Linked DNA regions of Mus musculus: regions 1, 2, 3, 5, 6 and 7 are each linked to region 4. The links are chromatin contacts, called in public Hi-C, HiChIP or PLAC-seq and promoter capture Hi-C maps. All regions are on one chromosome and are shown on one strand. The core of a region is the stretch at or near the end of the contact, and the rest is flanking DNA. Distances in the headings are between cores, read along the strand shown.

Region 1 (2,903 bases), core at 127-2,626, 460 kb before region 4:
GGCAGTGAAACTTTTAGTTTCAGTCCTAGTCTTCTTAAAGTACTTTATTCCTCAGCTGTAGGCATAGCTCAGGCTATGTCCAATATTACTTGTTTAGTATATACAGGGCCCTGAGCCGGGGCCCCTCACCACCCCGGATTATTCCTTTGAGCTTTGAGCTCAGGGGAAAAGGTTTTACTATCTTCCCTTCTTGACAGGATGGAGTCTGTATCTTCAAGCTTATGTCAGTGTTAAGTAGGGAAGAGTGGGAGTCTCAATTTTTTTTTTGAAACATTTTACAATACAGGACCCTTACTTTCATTTTTTATTTTATATTTAAGCAAGTGACCTTAAATAATTTACATAATCTTTAGTGTTTATATTTTGGGCAATAAGACCACTTGAACTAAACAATGTTTAAGGTTCTTTTTAGCTGTAACAGTTTCTGATGATTATTCTCTTAACTAACTGTCTCTTAGGTTAAGAAAGGATAATTTACTTTCCTTGGAAGATTTACTAAAAGGAATTTGGATTGCAGATGGCATTTTTTTTTTTTTTTACTTGCTTCAGAGCTATTCACTATTAATGTAAAGAAACTTGTTGGGAGCTGTAGCTCTTTAGTAACTCAGTTTCTCTGACAGGCCCTTTTCTGCTAAGCTGTCTGTGACTTCTCATGGAGAGGGATGACTAGCTGTGAATTCATTCCAGGTAGCAGACCAGTGATAGGCTGAGGACATGCTTTCGTCAAGTGAGCTTGGTGAGCCTGTGAGCTTACTTTGGCTGAGGAGTTACCTATGGGAGATTTATGGGTAATTCATAGGCAGCACCATCAACGAAGAGTCTCCCTCTCAGTGATTACTAACTTCTTATATATTCTTGGGGAGGGTGGGGCCTCACCTTCCCCCACTTCCTTGAGTGCCGTATTAACTCTTGAGCCCTTCATTAATTGCCTGGTGAGCAGACCCTTCACCCCTGTGATGGTTTGTGTATGCTAGGCTCAGGGAGTGGCATTATTTAGAGGTGTGGCCTTTGGAGTATGTGTGGCCATGTTGGGTTAGGTGTGTTATGTGGGTGTGGGTTCTAAGACCCTACTCCTAGCTGCCTGGAAGTCAGTCTTCCACTAGTAGCCTTCAGATGAAGAACTCTCAGCTCTGTCCGCATCATGCCTGCCTAGATGCTGCCCTGCTCCCACCTTGATGATGAAGGAGGACTAAACCTCTGAACCTGTAAGTGAGCCCCAGTTAAATGTTGTTATAAGTGTTGCCTTGGTCATGGTGTCCATTCACAGCAGTAAAATCATAACTAACAAACCTCTACCCGCTTTCTGTGAGAGAATGTTAATGAGGATTGCCTGTGGGTGATCACAGCTGCTCTGATTGCAATAGCCATGTCTTCATGTCCAGGGGTCAGGGTCAGAGCTCCAAAATACAATCTGGTCGGTTACTGGCACAAGTGATAGGTTTAGTAAATGTTTATTTAAAGCTATTGGTTGATGTTTGCCAAGTACATTAATTCTCTTAAACTAATAGAGTCTAAAGTACTATTTTAGGACCAGAAGGTTTTGGAATTTTTTTTTTAGATGTGGGAACCTACTGTAGATTTAAAAACTCATTGATATTTCTATTGTCTTTAGAAGGGTTGGAAAGGGTAGGTGGGTAAGTAATGGCAAAAGATCACTACTTGGGAACTTCTTGATAAGGAGTTTGCCAGAGACGGAGTAGTTAACAGATATAGGAGTTTTGACTTCTTACATCATCAGGTATCAGCAGCTATTTAAAGATTCCATCTCTGTTCATTTTGAAAGTTCTCTCTGATGAGAATAGATTCTTCAGCTTGCCCTCCTCCCTAACTATTCAACTTTAAGTGTGATCTGTAATATAAAAATTTAGACCTACAAAGAATGTAATAATGCAGGCTTACAGGGCTGAGGATGTAGCTCAGGGCTAAAGTACTTGCTTAGCATGTGTGAGGCCCTGGCAGCAGTCCCCAGAGCATGTCACCACCACAAGAAAATAATGCAACCCTGTAATTATTTGTTTAAACTAATTTTTGGATGAACTCTGATAACTTGACTTTGATCTTTAATACCACTTCTGTATTCTAGCTACAGTGTTATTAGAGAAAAATCCTATGCTATCTCAGTTACTTTTCTATTGCACTGATAAAACACTGTAGCCAATGCAACTTACAGAAGGGTTTATTGGGCCTTAGAGCTGTAGAAGTGTGAGTCTATCACTGTCTTGGGCAGGCAGCTGGCGGACATGGCACTGGAACAGCTGAGCGAGTGCCCACATCTCAGTCCACAAACAGGAAGCAAAAAGGTAAGTTTGAACTGGCAAAAGTATTTTGAAACCTGAGAGTCTACCCCCAGTGACATACTTCCTTTAGCAAGGCCATAGTTCCTAGTCCCCACAGCTTCCAACTGGGGATTCAACTATTCAAGTGCCCAAGGCTTTTGGGGGCATCTCATTCAAACCAGCATGGATGCCTTACAGACTTGAGTAGCTCACAGGTACTGAGTAGATAGATAGCTTCCTGGGCTTTTAGAGTTTTACTGTGTTTGAACAAGAGAAAGCTGTTTTCATAACATTAGCCATTCTTTGTTTCCCAAAGAACATCCTTACACCAGAGTCTTTGTTCCTTCTGTTCTAGTCTTCTCTTTCTGAAAGTTCAGGAATATTGGTGGTCCCCACCCCCACCCCAAGGAAAAGAATAGAACACGAGTCTCTCCCTCGCAGCGCAGTGTTCTCTGTTCTGTCTTCTGCTGCTTCAGGTTTAAACTGTCCATTCTGAATACATTCAAAAACTATCGCTTTCACTGGGTTCATGTTAGATGGCCATGAAGCATTACCTACACTCGGAGGTTAGCTCTAGTGCCAGTTTTGTAATTTCTTCTATAATGGATTCTCTTGGGAGGAGTCATG
Region 2 (2,884 bases), core at 95-2,594, 300 kb before region 4:
AGAGAAACCTTGTCTCAAAAAACCAAAATAAATAAATAAATGGAAAGTCATATAGTGCCCATATAGTGGTAAAATCATATAGTGCTTTGGAAAATACTTAGAGAATAAATCCACCTGTGATCCCACAATGAGTTTTTTCAGCGTTTCTGTATTATGTGACCTCACAAAGAATTTGGTGTTAAACATACAGGGCATTTCACTTAAGTATTAGTGAAGCTGAGGCAAGAGTGCAGCTGAGAGCACTGGCCCAGCACATACCAAGCCCGGGTTCAGTCTCCAGCATCACATAAACCAGGTGTGGTGGGGCACAACCACATCAGAACTCAGCAGCTGGAAGCAGAGAGAGGTTCAGGGTTATCCTCGGCAACATAGAGATTTCAAGGCCAGCCTGGGTTACATGAGAATCTGTCTAAAGACAAGCAAACAAAAATCACTAACCACTCTTCTTTTTTGTTTCATATTCTTTGAAACACCTCAGATTCCTGAAAAATTACCACCATGAGGTATTTAGCTTTTCCACTTTTGCTGAGCACTTCAAGTTTTCCTGTCGTAAATAATGCTGCGATGAAAATCTTTCCCAAGAGTTAACTCTTAGAAAAGGAATTGGAGTTATTTTTAAGAGCCTTCATATTGTGTAGACAGATGGGACTATCATATATTTCTATCAACATATAAGCTAATATAATATTTTTGATCAGGACTGTGAAGATTATTAAATAGTTTCATGCTACAAATTATGTTTATGAAAAATTTGAATATGTCAGAAAAGAAATCTTTGCTTAAGTTTTTCTTTGTATTTTTTTTTTTCAGACAGCGTGTCACTGAGTCTCCCAGGCTTGCCTGGAACTCACCACGTAGCTTAGGTTGCTCTCAACTTTGTGATCCCTTTGCCTCCTTCTCCAGTGCTCCATTACAGACATGTGCCACCACACTGAGACGTAGTCTTTAAAAAACAATCACCTGTACTGAGAAACGCCTAAGTAAGCTACGTATAGTTTGTTCCTCGACATAATGCTTATGAGAATTTTAAATAGTGGAAAACACTGAATGTAGTTACAAAGCACTATATATGAACAGAACACTGAATGTATAACGTGACCCTAAGTACATAGAGAGTGTGCTTAGGAAAGCTCTCTACCGACATCAGAACTTGCCACGACATGACGATGACGATAGGACATTTCCCCCTTCTCGCTGTGTTTAATATCACTCCAGTCTGTTGTTGTTTTTTTTTTTTTTTTTTTTTTATAACCGAGGAAAAAGCTGTGCTTTACACTGACTTATCAGAGGTGTGGTCACTTCCGGGGAAGGGAAACAGGGCTGGTCTGTGCGGTGCAGGCTCTGTTTCCTTCCCGCAGCAAACACTCGGAGGGTAGCACGGCCCTGCTCCCATGCCCCGACTCCTTCAGATCTCTACTGATTGCTTTGCTCACTTTAATGTAGTTAACCTCCAGCTTGGTTTTTGAGCATATTTACCTCTGTTCTATCTTTCTAGTTTTCAAACATTCTGAAGCTTGTTCAGAACGAATGAGTTCTACTTTCCAAGCTTCCTCTTTCTTTGTCTCTCTGATACCAGTTATTATGCTCTTTTTAAAGTTGTATTCACACATCTTACACAGATCTGGGTTGGTGGGATGCAAATCACATGTCACCCACACCATGCATTTAAAAACTGCAGGTGTCTGGCTGGCAAGGGAGCTTAGTAGCAGGATGCTTGCCCACCACGCTGAACCTCCAGTTTTGCAAAATCAAACCAATAACATAAAAATGTGGACTCCAGTGGTTATGTGTGTCACCCTGTTGGGGCCCATCACAACAACCATTTCTGGAATGTGTTCTCAATCCCTCAAAATGTCCCTGAGCCCCTTTGCAGTCATCCCCTGTTTCTCCACTCTACACAGAGCAGCCTACCATGCTGTTTTCTGTCTCTATAATTTACTTATTCTGGACTTCATACAAATGGAATGATTTTTTTTAAATTTTTGTGTCTGTCCTTTCTAAATTAACACAATAACTTTAAAGATCAGCCTTCTTGACTTTGTGTCAGTATTTAATCCATTTTAACACCAAAGGATATTCTATCCTATAGATTTAGCAGCACTGCTGATCAAATTTTCATCGTTTGATGGACACTTGAGGTGCTCCCGTTGGGTATCGATTGCCACTAATTCTGCTATCAGCAGTGTGCATAGAGTTTTATTTGTGGGCACATGTTTTCAGAATTTCTTGGTTCATATTCTAAATGTAGGCTTGGCCTCTTAAGGGATCGGTGGACTGTTTTCCACAGTGGCCATAACCATTTCCATCCTATCAGCCATGGGTGAAGATTCTGATTTGTCCACATCCCCAAGCACTTGTCATGGTTATAGTCTATCTTTCTGATCATCTTCTTATAATGAATATAAAATGACATCAATTGTGCTTTTAATTTACAATTATCTGATGAGCAATGATAATGAACACTTTTGCATGAGTTTAGTGGCCATTTTAAAAGTCTTCTCTGGAGACAGTTTTTCAAAAAATTTTTTTTTGCCTATATTTTAATTGGGTTATTGCCTTATTGTTGAGTTGTAAGAATTCCTTAGGTATTCAAGATTTAAATCCCTTATGGCATACAATTTGCAGCTTTCTCCTGCTCTGTGAATTATCTATTTCTTGATATGGTATCCATGGAAGCACAAACATTTTTAGTTTTAGATTGGGCCATCAACTTTCCATCATGGAGAGAGGAGGAACAAGTGAGGCCCTATTGCTCCCTGAGGATCTAGAGACAGTGGTTTCTGGGGGAGGAAAATGAAGTTGCCTTCAGTGTTGTAGACACTGGTAAATTGTCCATGATCCTTTAAATAGCTCCTTACCTGTGCTCATGTGAGAAACCTTAACA
Region 3 (2,700 bases), core at 137-2,636, 400 kb before region 4:
AAACGTTTAATTCGTGTTTGTACAATGTGTTTCCGTGTGTGTGTGCATATGAATTCGTTTGTGTGAATTCAGGTGCGTGTGTGCTGCACGTGGAGGATCGTAGTGTGCATGTGGAAGTCAGAAACAACCTTGGGTGCTAGACTTCATCTGCTACCTTATTTTGTCATAGGACCGGCCTCTTAGTTGTTTTCCCTTTGCAGACACCATGCTTGCTGGCCTGAAGGGGTCTGGAGATTGTCCTGACTCTGTCCTTTATCTCCCCATTGGAGTACTGGGGTTACGGATGCTCATTTTATGTAGGTTCTAGAGATTTGAAACCTGGTCCTCGTGCTTGTATGCCCAGCTCTTTTACTCCGTAAGTCATCTTCCCAGCCCAAGCATTCAAATCTTATTAACGTAGAAATAAATGTCCCCTTTTGCCTTTGAGACCTGTGTGTGTGTGTGTGTGTGTGTGTGTGTGTGTGTGTGTGTGTGTGTGTGTGTGTGAAGGCCAGAAATCAAACAAATGTCTCCCTCAATCAGTAATTTTCCACCATATTTTGCAAAACAGGGTCTCTTCTTGCACTCAGAGTTTACTGACTCAGCTAGACTGGCTGGTCTGCAGACCCTGCCTTCATGTCTCCACGTCTCCATCACTGAGATTACCAGTGTGTGCCCCCACATCCGTCTACTACACCGGCAATGAATGGGGCATTGTGCAGCAAGCATTTCCCTGCAGAGAAATTCTGAGTGTTCCGCCTAGTCTTCAAACTGGCGTCCCTCCTGGCCCTGTGAGCTCTGGAGTGCTCTTTTCAGTACTTCCAGATGTACAGGTTGATCTGTGCTCATCTGAGGGCTGTCTGCAGCTTGGGGTGCGATTTTCCTCCCCACGTTCCCTGGACTCTGAAGCCTCCTCGTCGGTTCTGGCTAAGAGACTCTGGGTGGTTCCCCTGTTGGAGTAAAGCCGGGGAATGTTTTCCATGCCTCATTCTAAAGCAATCACGGACTCATGTAGCTTCTCATCTGTCAGCATCCAGGTCTCCACTACCATCCTGGTCTCGTTTATTTTGTCTGCAATTAAACCGAAGCCTTAAGCAGGAGAGCAGATCTGGTTACTGTCGTCACAGCATCCTGACTAGAGGCTGCGCATGCTTCTGGAATCACATGCGGTGTTTGTTATGACTCCGAGTATCTTGGGCCACACTCCAGTTGTACTGATTTACAAGCTGTGGCAGAGAGGCTGGGGTCTGGCTTGCAACCGTGTGCCAAGGAGATGCCTGGTGTCAGATGTGTAAAGCCAAACTGCATCTGTGCAAAAGAGCTCCCCGAGCCACTGAGAAAGGCTGTGTGCGCCGGTTCACAGGACGCAGCGCACTAAATCCAACGTCTGCAGGGGGAATGCGTTGGATCACCCTCGAGAAAAGACATCCAAATACAGCCCTGTGGCAGCCAACGGAGCGTCAGTAAATGACGCACGGGGGAGGGGGGGGGGAATGAAGGAGTAAATTTGGATTTGGAGAACTCGGGGAAGGAGGCTGGCACGCAAGCACATTCCAAGTGGAGAGGATGTTGTTCAGGACCCAAGGTGCAGAGATGCGTGACACATTTGGGAAGCTTAATTGTTTGGCTGGACAAAAGACAGAGAACAGGGACGCAGAGGAGAAAACAAAGGAGGAACACATTCCTCTTATGGTGCGGTTAGTGATGCCTTTGATAACAGACCGGCTCCTTCCTCATTGATCTATCTGTTCAGGCTACATTCTAGGTGCCAGCTATCCAAAAATGTGTAAGAACCTGTAAAAAATTTTTTTGAGGCAGGATCTTACTCTGTAGATCAGATTAGCTTGGAACTTGCAAGCCTTCTGCCTCAGCCTCTCTTGAGTATTGGAAACTCAAATGTCTGTCTAAATGTTTTGGGGTGTTTTTTTTGGGGGGGGGTCTTTTTTTTCCCAGTCATACTATCAATAGCAAAAGAGCAACCTGTAATTGCTTCAAGAGAGTGGGGCCCTTTGAACTGAGCTGTGGGCGGCTCACAGTAGGAGTGGGGCAGTCAGTTAACACTAACTAGGTCCTAAGAACTCTAGGTCCTGAGCTCTTTATGTAGGTTAGCACATTTGGTCTTCAGAGAAGCCCTACTACGATAACTTACTATTTTAATAGAAAACATTTTTGGAAGGGGAGTGTCGAGACAAAGTCTTGAACTCATTATGTATGTCTGGTTGGCCCCAGTCTTGCGGCCCTCCCACCTCAGCCTCCTGAAAGCTTGGGTTACAGGCAACTCTTTTTCCAGCAAACTTTCAATTTATTTATTTTATTAATTACCAACCATTATGCTACTTCTAAGGGGTCCTAATAGTCCAGAGCTCAGGCTGGGGAGGTAGCACTGTGGGTAAAGTGCTAGCCACAGAAGTGTGAGGACCTGGATTTGAATCCACAGCACCGACCTAAAACGCTGCGTGTCACAGGGTACACCTGCAACCCTAGTGCTGTGGCTGTAAGGGAGGAGGCGGAGGCGGGACACTCCCAGACGCTCAGGAGTGATCCAGCCTGGGTAAGAAGCTATGCACAAAGAGGAAGATGAAAACTAGCACCCGAGGTTGACCTCTGTATCTTCTTGTGGTACCTGTGTGCCCTTGCTCTCGATCGCACTGATGTGGTGGGGTGCAGGTATATCACACAGAGAAATCTGTGAAGATGGCTTTGTACCAAATGGACTTTGTC
Region 4 (2,902 bases), core at 116-2,615:
TTCCACCCTTCATCACAGGAGTTTTCTACTTTCAGATTGCTCAACTTTCATATGCACTAGCGTAAAACAACTATTCAGCAACTTTATTCACCTTGGTTTAATTTTTTTTTTCATTGTGCAATGCCCAGGAAAAGCTGACACCAAGACTGTCTTAGGACTTGCAATCACAATCAGAAGAGAAGAGAGGGTAAAATTCTTGTGTGATAGAACGGGGGGGGGGGGGGGAGGAGGGGCGTAAAGAGAGAGAGAGAGAGAGAGAGAGAGAGAGAGAGAGAGAGCATCCTAGTGGAGCCCCTAGAACTTTTTCCCTAGAGACCACCCCTTGGGAACAAAAGTTACAATTCAGTCTCACGTTATGCGTAGGAATAAAGAGAAAGGGTTTTTCTTTTTCCTTTCTTATTTTTAAGCGCACTAATTACGGAGGTGCTCTACAGATCTGAAGACAACCCGGGTTCCTCCTACCAATTGAGAGCGGCATTACATTGTCAAAAAGAAAGGGAGTGGGGCTCTCTTTCTCTCTTGTCCTCTTGGGCTATTACCTTCCCCCTACCTTCCCTATTCCCTTCCCTCTCTCTCCACGTGTTCATGGCCTGCCTCTACTTCTCTACTCTCTCCCTCTCTCTGCTTTTTTCTGCCACAACTACCCTCTTGACTCCCCTCCCCTTGCCCTAAATAAACTCTATTCTATACTATTAAAAAAAGGAAAGAAAGAAAGGGAGTGGGGGGGGGAGGCAGGAGCCCAAGAGGATCTCGGCGGAGAGGGGTGCAGCAAGGTTACACTAAAGGGTACAGCGCGGCCGCGAGCTGCATCTCCTTTTCCCTCGCGCCCCAAATAATTCCCCGCCAGCCTAGCAACTGCACCAGCAGCCCCGGGGTAAGGGGGTTCCGATCGCCCAGCGGAGGAAGGAGGGGAATCCGATCGTTACCTTAATGCTAGACTGAGCAGGAGTCTCAGACATGTCTCACAGCGAAAGGGATCAGGAAGTTCTCAGTTTTTTTCCACTTTCCTTTCCTCTCCCCAACCCAGAAACGCTCGGCGGGGCAGCGGGATGCGGTCGTTTAAGAAGTTTCTTGCAGCATCGCTGGCGGCGGCCGCCCGAGGGGGAGGGGGGGCTCTTCTCAACGCGCGGATTGGGCGCGAGGTGCGGGGGCGTAGGAGCCGGCGAGCACGGCGTGGGGTGTGCGGGTCGCGGCGCGGCGACCCGGGCGCAGCAGGCCGGCCTGGCGTGTCTCCTCCCACCCGCGGCCGGCGCGCCCGCCCTCCCGCGGCGCTCGCTCGCTCGCTCTCTCGCTCCCTCGCTCCCTCCCTCCCTCTCTCTTTCTCGAATGTTTTCCTTCCTGGAAGAGAGAAACTGAAAGGCAGAACTGAGAAAGCTCTCTGCTCATTGATCTTGAGAGTTTCAGGGCAGAAACTGACGTGAATTCCCAGCACCCGGCTCTGCCTCTTAAAGGAGCCACCAGGAAATAAAAGCTCGGGTTACCGCGGGCCGCGGAGAAATCAAAAGGCGTGCGGGGGAGGGGCGCGGGATGCCCACTGGGCCGCCCCGAGGCGGAGGACGCCTTTGGGGAACCTTGCAGCGTGGCCCAAGGACCAGCAAGCCTGGTTCATCTCTCTCCCGACTCCCCTGGCTGCGCCTCAGGAGGACCTGGGCCACGCACAGTAGGGGCTTTTCTGTGCACTCCCAGAGGCGCAAATGCAGCCTGGGGACCGCAGTCTAGGAAGGGGCTTTCCGGGAAGGACGCGGCGCCGCAGGAGGAAGCGAGACAATGGCCTTTGTTCTGCGCGGCGACCGCGGCCGCTTTAAGAGAATCCACCAGGAAATGGGAGCTCGGGTTACAGGCTGCGCACGGGGAAGTGCAGGGCGCGACGCTGGAGACAAAGCCGCGCGGTCGCGCTCCGGCGCAGGGACGCGGCGAGCGGGGGTGCTCCCCGCGACGGGGGCGCCCCACGGCCTGACCTCCCGCCTTCCCCGATTCGAAATCCCCCGGCCATTTAAAGCCACAGCGGCCGCTACCAACCGACGTAGGTGACTGGACTACAAAGTTGACAGGGCGCGTTCCAGCAGATCTTAGCCCTCCCCTGGGCCGCTCCTCGGGCTCGGTCATTGGCGGAGGGGACAGCCCGGGGTCCTGCAGAGGAGGGGCTGCCAGAATCCTGGGGCTGAGGCGCTAGCCTTGAGCACCAGCGTTCCGATCACTCTATTTTTATTGCTATTTATAATCTCTTAAAATGCCCACCGCAGAAGATGGTGTTTAAATTCTAACCCTCTAGTCTATACAGGTTTAATATGTGGATATATAACGAAGAGCTTGATGCACTTCCATTTTGTGCTTTGACGGTAAAATAAACACAAATGTATGCGTGTATGAATGCATTATACTCATCTTCCCTGCTGAGGGTTTCCCAGACTCACCTCTGTATTCCCACCTCTGTAGTTTCTTGGGAAGGAGGCGTGGGGGTGGGAGGAAGCAGTATTGTTTTGAAGTAAAATCTCTCAATGTAACCCTGACTGTCCTGGAACTCTTTCAGGCTGGCCTGGAACTAGTTCTGCCTCTGATCTTTCTTATGTATTTATTTATTTCCTGCACACTTTTCAGCGTCGTAAAAACGTGCTCAGACTTTCATAAACAGAACTTCTGTTCATACATACTCATATTAGGACACTCTAAATGAAATTTTCCAAGAGTCAGGCTGGGAACGCACCCCGTTGCTGATAACAGTAATGTTCTTGGAGGGAACCTCCAAGGTACCACAACCCGTTTTGTCATCTAGTAGCCATATTCACCAAAAGAACTTAGTCTTGTTTATGCTAGGTCCCAACCGGACTGCATTTACCCATTCTTATCTCTCACGAGTACCTACCTTTGCTCCCGTGTTCTTGAAGCTTTTTTGCTGTTGTTT
Region 5 (2,700 bases), core at 42-2,541, 490 kb before region 4:
ATTTTAAGTGGTTATTGTGAAGTTTTAAAATTTCCATTCTCGGACATTCCTAATAAATGGAAAAGTGCTGTGTGGGCAGGGATTTTGTGCTTTGATACAGTATTTGGACTTAGGCTTTTGGGCCACCTGAGGCTAGTGTTTGAGACACCTGGTTAATGAGTTCAGCTCTTGAATCTCACCACTATAAGGCCAGAGCATGGTGGACAGGTGTTGAGAAAAATCACATTCTGCTTCACTGGGTCAAAGCCTTGTCTGGATATAGTAGAATTCCGTGGGAACTTTTTTAGAGTCTTGCTTGTAAATACAGGTGTGGACCACCATATTTGTCTGCCTGTCTGGATCTAACTCTGTGTGTGTGTGTGTGCGCGCGCGTGCGCGCATGTGTGCACATGTGTGCCTGTGTCGGTCCTCACCTTCTACATGTTGAGACAGGGTCTCTTGTTGTACACAGCTACATATACCTGCCCCCAAGCTTCTAGTGACTTTCCTGTCTCTGCTTCTCATTTCCTTGTAGGGCTGTGCTGGGATTATGGAAGTGTGCCCTGCTGCATCTGGCTTTTATGTGGCTGGTTAGGCTTACATGGCAAGTGCCCTGGCCCCTGAGTCATCTTTCTAGCCTCTGTTGAGACTTAATGGAATTTCATTCAGCCATAAAGAAAAATAAAAGTATGAAACTTGAAGAAAAGTAGATGTATCTGGAAGTTATTAAGTGAGGTAACACAGACTCAGATAAGGGACAGTGTGTTGTGCTTCATCTGCAGCGCTTAGCTTTTAATGTGTGTGTGTGCGTGTATACGTGGGTGTGAATGTGGGATTGGAGCAGGGGAAGAGGATCAGCAGAATATGAAAATACCATAATGAAACGTGGTACTTTATACTCTAACAAAAATAATTTAAAAAGAATACACTGATTCCTGGCTCCAGCTCAGGCCACAATTAAATCAGAATGTCTGGTGGGAGAGTCCAGGTCACTGCTGTGCTTAGTAAGTTGCCAAGGATGGATCCCATGCAGGCACTTGCTGTAGCTGTTGTTATTTTGTGTGTTAGGAGGCAGGGAGGAAAACATGCTGAAGTGAGCTTACTCATAAAGTTTTTAGTTTTTAGATATCCAAGAGCTAAGTGGCTATCTCAGCTGTACCGCAGCCTCCCAGAATGCTGCTGCTGCACACTAGCTGTGTGGCTGTGATTGTGTGGGTGATGCCAACTGCTCATGGGTTTCTCTCAGCTCCATCATTCCCCTGGTAATGGTGATGTAAGAGTGTCATGTTAACGTTAGGCTGGCCTTTTGATCTGTCCTTTGCTCCCTCGGTCAGTTTTCATCAGGATACTCTCTTGGTACCTGCACAGCACGGGAAGTCACACTGCTGTTGGCTGCCGGTGCTGCCGGTGGCCTTGATTGTAGGAAGAGCTGTGTGACTTGAAAGTTCTTTTGTTAGAAGGAGGAAACTCAAAAGGGACTGCTGGGATGGCTCTGGGTTTAAGAGTGAGAGTGTGTGTTAGCATTCACAGTGTTAATAAAAAAGAATCTCTATAAGTTTAGTCACTAAAAGACTGTAGGTTAAAAAAAGCTGTTAGGTTACTTACAGAATTTCGTAAACAATAGAATTTGTCTTGGGCTCTCTGTTTAGGAACAGTGCTACAGGTCACCCCCAGGGGTTGGCTCTTCGCAGGCAGTACTGTTAGCAGTATGCTCACCTCTGTTGCCACTCTGATGACACATAACGCTAAAACTCCCGTAGGTCCTCATTAGAAATTGGGTTAGAGAGAGATTAATGAGTGCAGGTGACCTCCAGCCTCACTGGAGTGAAATGCTGGGATGCTTTCTGCTGCCTCCTCCTCTCCTGCTCTGCCACCTCCTTTTCACACTTCATTTTCCTTTCTGTTTTTAAACTTAAGTCTGTTTGGCGCAGGCTGGCCTGGAATGTGCTGCTTGACCCAGGCTCACCTCCAACTCCAGGTCTCGGAGCCTCAGCCTAAATTCAGATGTTTGCCATCACAATCAAAAGTTGGGGTTCATCTCTCTGATTGGCAGTGGCTACTCAGCCGTGCGCACTGATTGCAGGGGAGGATTGGAAAGCAGATATCTGGTGTTCTGTTTCTGTTCTTTCAAGATGTGGCTCTACCTCCTAAAGTGAAGGATTAACTACAGGGAAGTGCAGTTGCTGGCTGGTTCCTCCCTGTCCAGTGTCAAGTATCTGTAACCACATTCTGTAAGAGAAAAGGACCGCTCCTGGGGTTTGTGCACATCTTTGCTGCAGCTTGAATCTTGCTTGTGGCTTTTCCCGTGTCTGAGATGGGAAGGATGATTGAGATGTGATAGTGAATATCAAAGGAGATGACACAATTAAAAAACAAACTTGTAAGTAAGGCAGGTCTTGAGAACAGTCTTCTTGGTCCTTTCCCTTTATTAAGATATTAAGGAAAAATTAAAGCATGCCAATATCTGGCTACTACTTACACAGGTTACAGAATCAAAGCTTAGATATTCTAAACAACTTTGCAAAGTTAGACTAGTAGCAGGTCTACCACATAGATTAGGATGCATTCATTACCTTTATTCATGTGAATTTAAGATTAGGCTGGGTGGAAAGATTGTGAGCACCAGCGGTGGTAGATGACTTAAAGGTGACTGTTCTCTGAAGATAGCGAAGGCAGTTGCACGTATGAATACACAGGGGCTGTGACAGCATGCATAAGATA
Region 6 (2,700 bases), core at 52-2,551, 510 kb before region 4:
CCACAAAGTAGGAGGGGCATTGCCCCATACTCTGCTGAGGGCAGGAAGAGGGGTGCACAGCCCTGGCTGCCCTAGAGCTTGCTTATGTAGACTAGGCTTCCCTAAACTTTTAGAGGTCCACCGGTTCCAGGGCTGGGATTGATGGTGTGTTCTACCACACCTGGACCCAGAGAACTTTTTGAGAAGTATAAGATGTTGATGGTGTGATACATGCTTAAGTCCTAGAACCCAGGGAGAACCGAACTTCAAGGGAAAAAGAAACAGAGAATGCAGGATAAAATGGACCTTGAGAACTTGTTAGGAGATTGTAGCAGAGGAGTTCAGCCATTTGAATATTGACCAAAGACCTGCCCTCCTTTATTCAGGAAAGTTATTCTCTTTGACTGAGTGAATGCGCAAGGAACAGCAAGGGAGGAAGGATACACCCACCTAGCTGGCCATGAGAGTGGATTCCTGAGCTCCTGCGAGTAGCTGCTGAAGAGATGTGATTTCTGTCTGAGGTCTGGTTGTTAGGAGGTCAGGCCAACACTGTGGAGTAAGCACATGGTGTGCATTATGTTTGCTACTGGCAGGGAGCAGGTGTGCAGCGTCTGTATGTCTAGTAGATAAATATGGTATTGTAATTTTCTCAAGGTTACACACTACTCAGCAGATTCTGGTGGCAAGGTTGAAGGCCATGTTCATGTGTGAGAGAGTAGCTGCATAGACAGACCTTTTGATAGTATACAGTCACTTGAACACTGTCATAACTAGAGCTGATAAATTAAAGATACTAATCTGCTCATGGTCTCCTCCAACAATGATGGCACTCAGAAGGCCCATAAACTTTAAATTACCAGGAAAGTTTTTTAGATTTTTGTAGATCAAAAACTCTTCAGTGGAAATATTAATGTTTGACTTGAAAATTATGAAAGCCATTTGGCTGCTACCTAATGCCATAAACAAGTTTGGTTTGTAAAGTCTCTTGTGGGTGGTAATGCCATAAGTGAAGTATCCGTTAACTAGTACATTTTTGTTATTCTTGAATTGTAAAACTTAAATATCCTGGGACTATTTCTTAGTTTTCTGTAGCAGCCTTTGGCATTTAACTCTTCACTAACAGAAATGGTTTGTTTGTTTGTTTGTTGTTTTTTCAGATATTCCTGTTTGGCTTATACTATAAAAAGCTGAGTAAGACACTAATTGGACTGGTTCATTAGTGTGATGTGTGGATGTCTGCAGTTAGTTCAGGGGGTCAGTGTCTGTAGTGGTTACCGTGTCTGTAGTGGCTACACACAGTAAGCAGAAATGACTCAGCCACTTTTCCTTTTCTAGTGAAGTGAATGCCCACGTGTTTTTGACTGAGAATTTGGGTTTCAGTGTGGTTGGATCAGAAATTCATGTTACCTAACAGATGGGTAGAGCACATGTTCATAATCCAATTTGGTCAATATAGCCCTATAAATGGGCTTAACCATTACTCTTCTTTTTGAGTTTTGTGAGCCACTTAATTTTTTCAAATTAGAATGTTTTTAATTAAGGGAGTGGTACTTTTAGGGGTTGAGAGCATTTGATATTCTTGCAGGGAACCCTGATTCTGACTATAGAAGTCACAGGGTGGCTCACAGCCATCTGTAACTTCACTAGGGGATCTGACACTCTCTCTGGCCTCTGTGGGCACCAAGCATGCACATGGTGCCCAGACATGCAGGCAACACACACACACACACACACACACACACACACACACACACACACACACACACCATTAGCTGCATTTTAAGTGTTCTTGGTCACATGGTTGATGGGTACTCAGTGTGCAGTAATGACTTCCCATTGTCATAGGAAGCTCCATAGGACAGTGGCACTCAGTTCTTAATTGGTGCTTGATATTGGGAAAGTAAATGTCAGAAATTTAGTAAAGATATTTTTTTAAAAAAACAAAACAGAATTTATACTATTGTAGTCCTAGTAATTCAACTCTATCAAAGTTAAATATTACTTTTTCAGGTAAGGTTTCTATCTAGATTTGGTATTAGGTTTAGTCAGAGATCACTAATATTGGACAGCAGGAAGTTACATCAGGCTCTGCTAGGCTGCTTATTTAAGTTTAGTAAGGTATTGATATTATCAATAAAGTTACTTATGCAAAGGGTAAAATTAGGTTTCGATATGTGTATATAGCTGGAGTGAGGCCAGGGAAATTGATGCTCTTGGCAGTGTCTGTAGTAGTTATACAGAGTGAGCGGAAAGGAGTCGCCTCTGTCTTTATAATTGAGACCAGTTTTTTATGCTGCTGTGGGAGCTGCAGCTCAGTGCTGAGTGCTGGAGGGCTCTGGGCTCTGTCCCTGGCTCTGCAGAAAAGCAGTGGGGGAGCTTGACTCTTGTTCCTGTTTTTTCCCCACCCCTGCTTTCCTCAAGAAAGTCAGATTTTGTCTGAATAGATTAGTTGACATTCTCTATAATCATTCATAGATGAACATCATTAAATATGTTTTCTTTTTGGTCTGGCATATTTTTCCATGTGTTATTTAGAGATTATTTCATTTTTCATGTATAAACGGTTCATTACATTTAAAAAATGGTGGTTGATTTTGGTTTTTGGAGACAGTCTCCCTTAGCCCATGCTGATCATAAAATCCCTGTGTAGCCAAGGAAAACTTGGACCTCTGATTTTCCTTTCTCTTTATTCCAAGTGCTGGGATTGCAAATATGTACTAC
Region 7 (2,700 bases), core at 27-2,526, 260 kb before region 4:
TTGCTAGTCTGGCCCTCCCATATGCCCTCCCCAGCTTTGTCCATCCCCCATGCTGCTTTTGCCTCCCCCCTTTAAATCAAGGTGAGTGTGACATGGGAGAAAAGTTGGCGAGAGAGCAAGGAATGGAAAAGAGTGAAGGAGTGGGCTCTGGGGAAATAGCTCAGTGTGCCTTGCCTGCTGCACAAGCAGGAAGACCTGAATTTGGATCTCAACAATTATATAAAAATAAGATGTGGCAGTGTGTCTGCAACCCCAGAGAGACAAGCAGATCCCAAGGGCTTCCTGGCCAGCCATTATAACCAATATGGTGTGCTCTGTGTTCAGTGAGAGACCTTGTCTTCAAAAGATAAAAGCAGAGAGTGGCAGAAGAAGATACCCATTGTTGATTGTCTGGGGAGTGGGAGGAGGAGGAAGAAGAGGAGGAGGAGGAGGAGGAAGCAGAGGAGGAGAGGGAGAGGGAGAGGGAGAGGGAGGAGGGAGAGGGAGAGAGAATAAAAACCTCCACTAAAGGTATGGCAGCCAGACATTAGGACAAAGGCAGGCCAGCTACTGTCTGTCTTGGGCTTTCTTTTAAACAGAAGACAATGGCCCAGATGTTGGTCCCACAGTGCTATGCCACACAGCTGGAAGATATCCAGACAGCAAACCGAAGCAACAATTCTCTGTGTCTGCAGAACCCGACATTGATGTGAATAGCTTTAAATGTATAGGGGTGTACCTTCATTTGTGCAGACATGTAGACTCATCATGCTCTTTGCGTATGTGCTATTACAGATGGGGAGAGAACATGAGATATGTATAGATGTATTTGTAAATTCAAACTGCTGCAAATTTACAAGGACGCACAAGAAACATGGTTTTACTGTAATGTATAGAAGAGAATCCCAAGAGATACCCACGATTTGTGGAAAACACTTTTTGTATCAGGGAGCACTTGGCTTATTTGGGTACATTAGGAAGTAAAGATAAATAAAAAGAGGAAATTCTACTCCCTGGAGTTAAGCCCTGGCATTGAATAGATGACACATAGTTTTGTTTGCCTGCTCTCCGAGTCTAGGCAGGCTTGGGACTACTAGAATGGAAGAACGGAAGCGGAGTGTGATTTCTGCGGCTACACACAGAAGGTCTTGCCTTGTTGGAACACTGCCTTCTTGGGGCTCCGAGTTGCTACGTAAGTGATTATCTGATTATCTGAAGCCACCATGCTCTGAGAAGCCCAGGGTGTCACTCCAATGCACACCAAATGCCAGCTGAATCATCAAGGCCCAGGGGCAGACACTAGAATGAAGAAACCTTTCCATTTTTCCAGGCTCCAGACAGCTGAGTCACACACTGCCCCTCACCTCCTCCCTGCTGGGGCTCCAGACACCAACATCCAGGAAGAAGCCATGAGTGTTGCATCTTCAAAACCCTGACCTACAGAACCTGTGTGCCTAAGGAATGGATGGATGTGGCTATCATACCACTAAGCTTTGGTTTTGTTTTGTTTTTCTTTTTTTAGATTAAAAAAATGTGAGTGTCTGTGAGTGGTCCTGTGCACATGCATGCAGGTGTCTGTGGCAACCAGGAGAGGGCGTTTGCTCCACCGGAGCCAGAGAACTGACAGCCGTGCCTCACTGGATAACGAGACAAGAACTCTGATCTTCAGCAAGAACAGCAAGAACCCTTAACCATGGAGCCGCAGTCTCAGCCCCGATTTGGAGTGGTCCTTTATGTAGTTATAGATAGCTGAAGCCCCCCCCCCCCCTTCTCAGAGACAAGCACGGTTACTCCTTGTGAATTCTATCAAGGATTACTGCCGAACACACAGTCACATATTTAGTGATACATATTTGATACACTGTGTTTCATAAGAAGCAGATTGCTGTGTTTTTAGTTTTTGTTCATTTAACAATGTATCCTTACCCAGAATAAGTTGTTCATAGAAAACAGAGGACAGTGTTCCTCAGCAGACAGCCCTGCAGTCTCCATTGGAGGGTACCTTATAGGTCGAAGACCCACGACATTCAACATGTTGGCATGCTATTCTAAAAAAATAAGAACATGTAACTTGAAGATTATCCTACAGCTGTGGACTTGCAATATATTTATTCTTTTGATAACCGCAGAGGATTGATTTTATTACAGGAAAAAAACCCTAGCTCTTCATTCATGGACGTTCATCTGATTTTCAGGTCTTTAATTTTCTAAGCGTGTTGTGGCTGCTCTCGCTGCATTTGTAATTTCGGTGACATTGGCAAGTTGCTCTCCAGGGAAGTTATTTTAGGTTTTCCTCCCGATAGCAATGCCTAATGCTTGTCAAACATTGCTTTAAAAGTCAAACAAATTGATACAGAGGTTTTACCTATTCCTTTGTAATGAGTGAGATCAAGAGTTCAGGGGCGGGGGCTGGAGAGATGGCTCAGTGGTTAAGAGCGCCGACTGCTCTTCCAAAGGTCCCGAGTTCAAATCCCAGCAACCACATGATGGCTCACAACTATCCGTAACGAAACCTGATGCCCTCTTCTGGAGTGTCTGAAGACAGCTACAGTGTACTCACATAATAAATAAATAAATCTTTAAAAAAAAAAAAAAGAGCTCAGGGGCTGGAGAAGTGTATGGCTTGGTGCTTGAGTGTGGGTTTATGATGCTAGAGTCCTTGCCATTAATTCTTTGATAAATACTTTCTGTTCTTTGACAATTTTCCTACTGTGCCTAGCT

What was found. Promoter capture Hi-C pulls out the DNA fragments that hold promoters and counts their contacts. A called contact is a pair of places that touch in the nucleus more often than the background predicts. HiChIP or PLAC-seq counts read pairs in DNA pulled down with a chosen protein or histone mark.
Region 1: a promoter capture Hi-C map of liver shows a contact between it and region 4, with 1.8 times the contacts expected there. The contact joins the enhancer-like site here to the promoter of Etv6 in region 4. A contact is called at or near these places in 3 of 39 promoter capture datasets (the HPC-7 cell line, cranial neural crest and liver) and 6 of 115 datasets of contacts at active chromatin or transcription factors (astrocytes, bone marrow-derived macrophages, embryonic stem cells and 2 more).
Region 2: a contact with region 4 is called in a promoter capture Hi-C map of pre-B cells, with 4 times the contacts expected there. The contact joins the enhancer-like site here to the promoter of Etv6 in region 4. A contact is called at or near these places in 11 of 39 promoter capture datasets (the 3T3-L1 cell line, 3T3-L1-derived adipocytes, the C10 cell line and 6 more), 6 of 484 Hi-C or Micro-C datasets (cerebral cortex, frontal cortex, liver and 3 more) and 19 of 115 datasets of contacts at active chromatin or transcription factors (T-cell acute lymphoblastic leukemia, astrocytes, bone marrow-derived macrophages and 13 more).
Region 3: a promoter capture Hi-C map of hippocampal neurons shows a contact between it and region 4, with 2.6 times the contacts expected there. The contact joins the enhancer-like site here to the promoter of Etv6 in region 4. A contact is called at or near these places in 6 of 39 promoter capture datasets (the HPC-7 cell line, cranial neural crest, hippocampal neurons and 1 more), 12 of 115 datasets of contacts at active chromatin or transcription factors (acute myeloid leukemia, bone marrow-derived dendritic cells, bone marrow-derived macrophages and 7 more) and 1 of 9 other capture datasets (adipose tissue).
Region 5: a contact with region 4 is called in a promoter capture Hi-C map of liver, with 2.2 times the contacts expected there. The contact joins the enhancer-like site here to the promoter of Etv6 in region 4. A contact is called at or near these places in 3 of 39 promoter capture datasets (the C10 cell line, the HPC-7 cell line and liver), 1 of 484 Hi-C or Micro-C datasets (nephron progenitors) and 7 of 115 datasets of contacts at active chromatin or transcription factors (astrocytes, bone marrow-derived macrophages, embryonic stem cells and 3 more).
Region 6: an H3K4me3 HiChIP or PLAC-seq map of bone marrow-derived macrophages shows a contact between it and region 4, with 2.5 times the contacts expected there. The contact joins the enhancer-like site here to the promoter of Etv6 in region 4. A contact is called at or near these places in 4 of 39 promoter capture datasets (the C10 cell line, hippocampal neurons and liver), 1 of 484 Hi-C or Micro-C datasets (liver), 6 of 115 datasets of contacts at active chromatin or transcription factors (astrocytes, bone marrow-derived macrophages, large pre-B cells and 2 more) and 2 of 9 other capture datasets (adipose tissue and pancreatic islet).
Region 7: a contact with region 4 is called in a Hi-C map of the N1E-115 cell line, with 2.6 times the contacts expected there. The contact joins the enhancer-like site here to the promoter of Etv6 in region 4. A contact is called at or near these places in 4 of 39 promoter capture datasets (cranial neural crest, hippocampal neurons, liver and 1 more), 2 of 15 datasets of contacts at CTCF or cohesin (the NIH/3T3 cell line and large pre-B cells), 4 of 484 Hi-C or Micro-C datasets (the N1E-115 cell line, muscle stem cells, nephron progenitors and 1 more), 28 of 115 datasets of contacts at active chromatin or transcription factors (the 230-238 cell line, CD8 T cells, the NIH/3T3 cell line and 19 more) and 1 of 9 other capture datasets (embryonic stem cells).

Annotation. Positions count from the first base shown.
Region 1 is chr6:134,497,779-134,500,681 of GRCm38.p6, reverse strand. All of the region lies in intron 7 of Lrp6 (low density lipoprotein receptor-related protein 6), which reads left to right. Among named protein-coding and RNA genes, the nearest start is that of Gm52921, 48 kb to the right of the region's middle. Within about 2 kb of position 1,376, at least 21 of the 459 cell types and tissues checked have an H3K27ac peak or open chromatin away from gene starts, as enhancers often do. A contact at or near this core is called in liver, where this site is marked.
Region 2 is chr6:134,331,606-134,334,489 of GRCm38.p6, reverse strand. The region is part of intron 3 of 4933406J09Rik (RIKEN cDNA 4933406J09 gene); the gene reads left to right. Among named protein-coding and RNA genes, the nearest start is that of Bcl2l14, 63 kb to the left of the region's middle. Within about 2 kb of position 1,344, at least 61 of the 459 cell types and tissues checked have an H3K27ac peak or open chromatin away from gene starts, as enhancers often do. A contact at or near this core is called in the HPC-7 cell line, bone marrow-derived macrophages, memory CD8 T cells and 2 more, where this site is marked.
Region 3 is chr6:134,438,302-134,441,001 of GRCm38.p6, reverse strand. It overlaps Bcl2l14 (BCL2-like 14 (apoptosis facilitator)), which reads right to left. Exons shown (of 7, transcript NM_025778.3): 7 at 2,278-2,700. Among named protein-coding and RNA genes, the nearest start is that of Gm52921, 11 kb to the left of the region's middle. Within about 2 kb of position 1,386, at least 124 of the 459 cell types and tissues checked have an H3K27ac peak or open chromatin away from gene starts, as enhancers often do. A contact at or near this core is called in adipose tissue, forebrain, hippocampal neurons and 1 more, where this site is marked.
Region 4 is chr6:134,034,163-134,037,064 of GRCm38.p6, reverse strand. It overlaps Etv6 (ets variant 6), which reads right to left and starts at 1,365. Exons shown (of 8, transcript NM_007961.4): 1 at 927-1,365. The coding sequence starts at 959. It overlaps Gm46977, which reads left to right and starts at 1,753. Exons shown (of 4, transcript XR_001785383.2): 1 at 1,753-2,023.
Region 5 is chr6:134,526,407-134,529,106 of GRCm38.p6, reverse strand. All of the region lies in intron 2 of Lrp6 (low density lipoprotein receptor-related protein 6), which reads left to right. Among named protein-coding and RNA genes, the nearest start is that of Lrp6, 39 kb to the left of the region's middle. Within about 2 kb of position 1,291, at least 71 of the 459 cell types and tissues checked have an H3K27ac peak or open chromatin away from gene starts, as enhancers often do. A contact at or near this core is called in liver, nephron progenitors and pancreatic cancer cells, where this site is marked.
Region 6 is chr6:134,542,897-134,545,596 of GRCm38.p6, reverse strand. The region is part of intron 1 of Lrp6 (low density lipoprotein receptor-related protein 6); the gene reads left to right. Among named protein-coding and RNA genes, the nearest start is that of Lrp6, 23 kb to the left of the region's middle. Within about 2 kb of position 1,301, at least 62 of the 459 cell types and tissues checked have an H3K27ac peak or open chromatin away from gene starts, as enhancers often do. A contact at or near this core is called in adipose tissue, bone marrow-derived macrophages, liver and 1 more, where this site is marked.
Region 7 is chr6:134,296,952-134,299,651 of GRCm38.p6, reverse strand. No RefSeq gene overlaps it. Among named protein-coding and RNA genes, the nearest start is that of Gm17089, 49 kb to the right of the region's middle. Within about 2 kb of position 1,276, at least 20 of the 459 cell types and tissues checked have an H3K27ac peak or open chromatin away from gene starts, as enhancers often do. A contact at or near this core is called in the N1E-115 cell line and muscle stem cells, where this site is marked.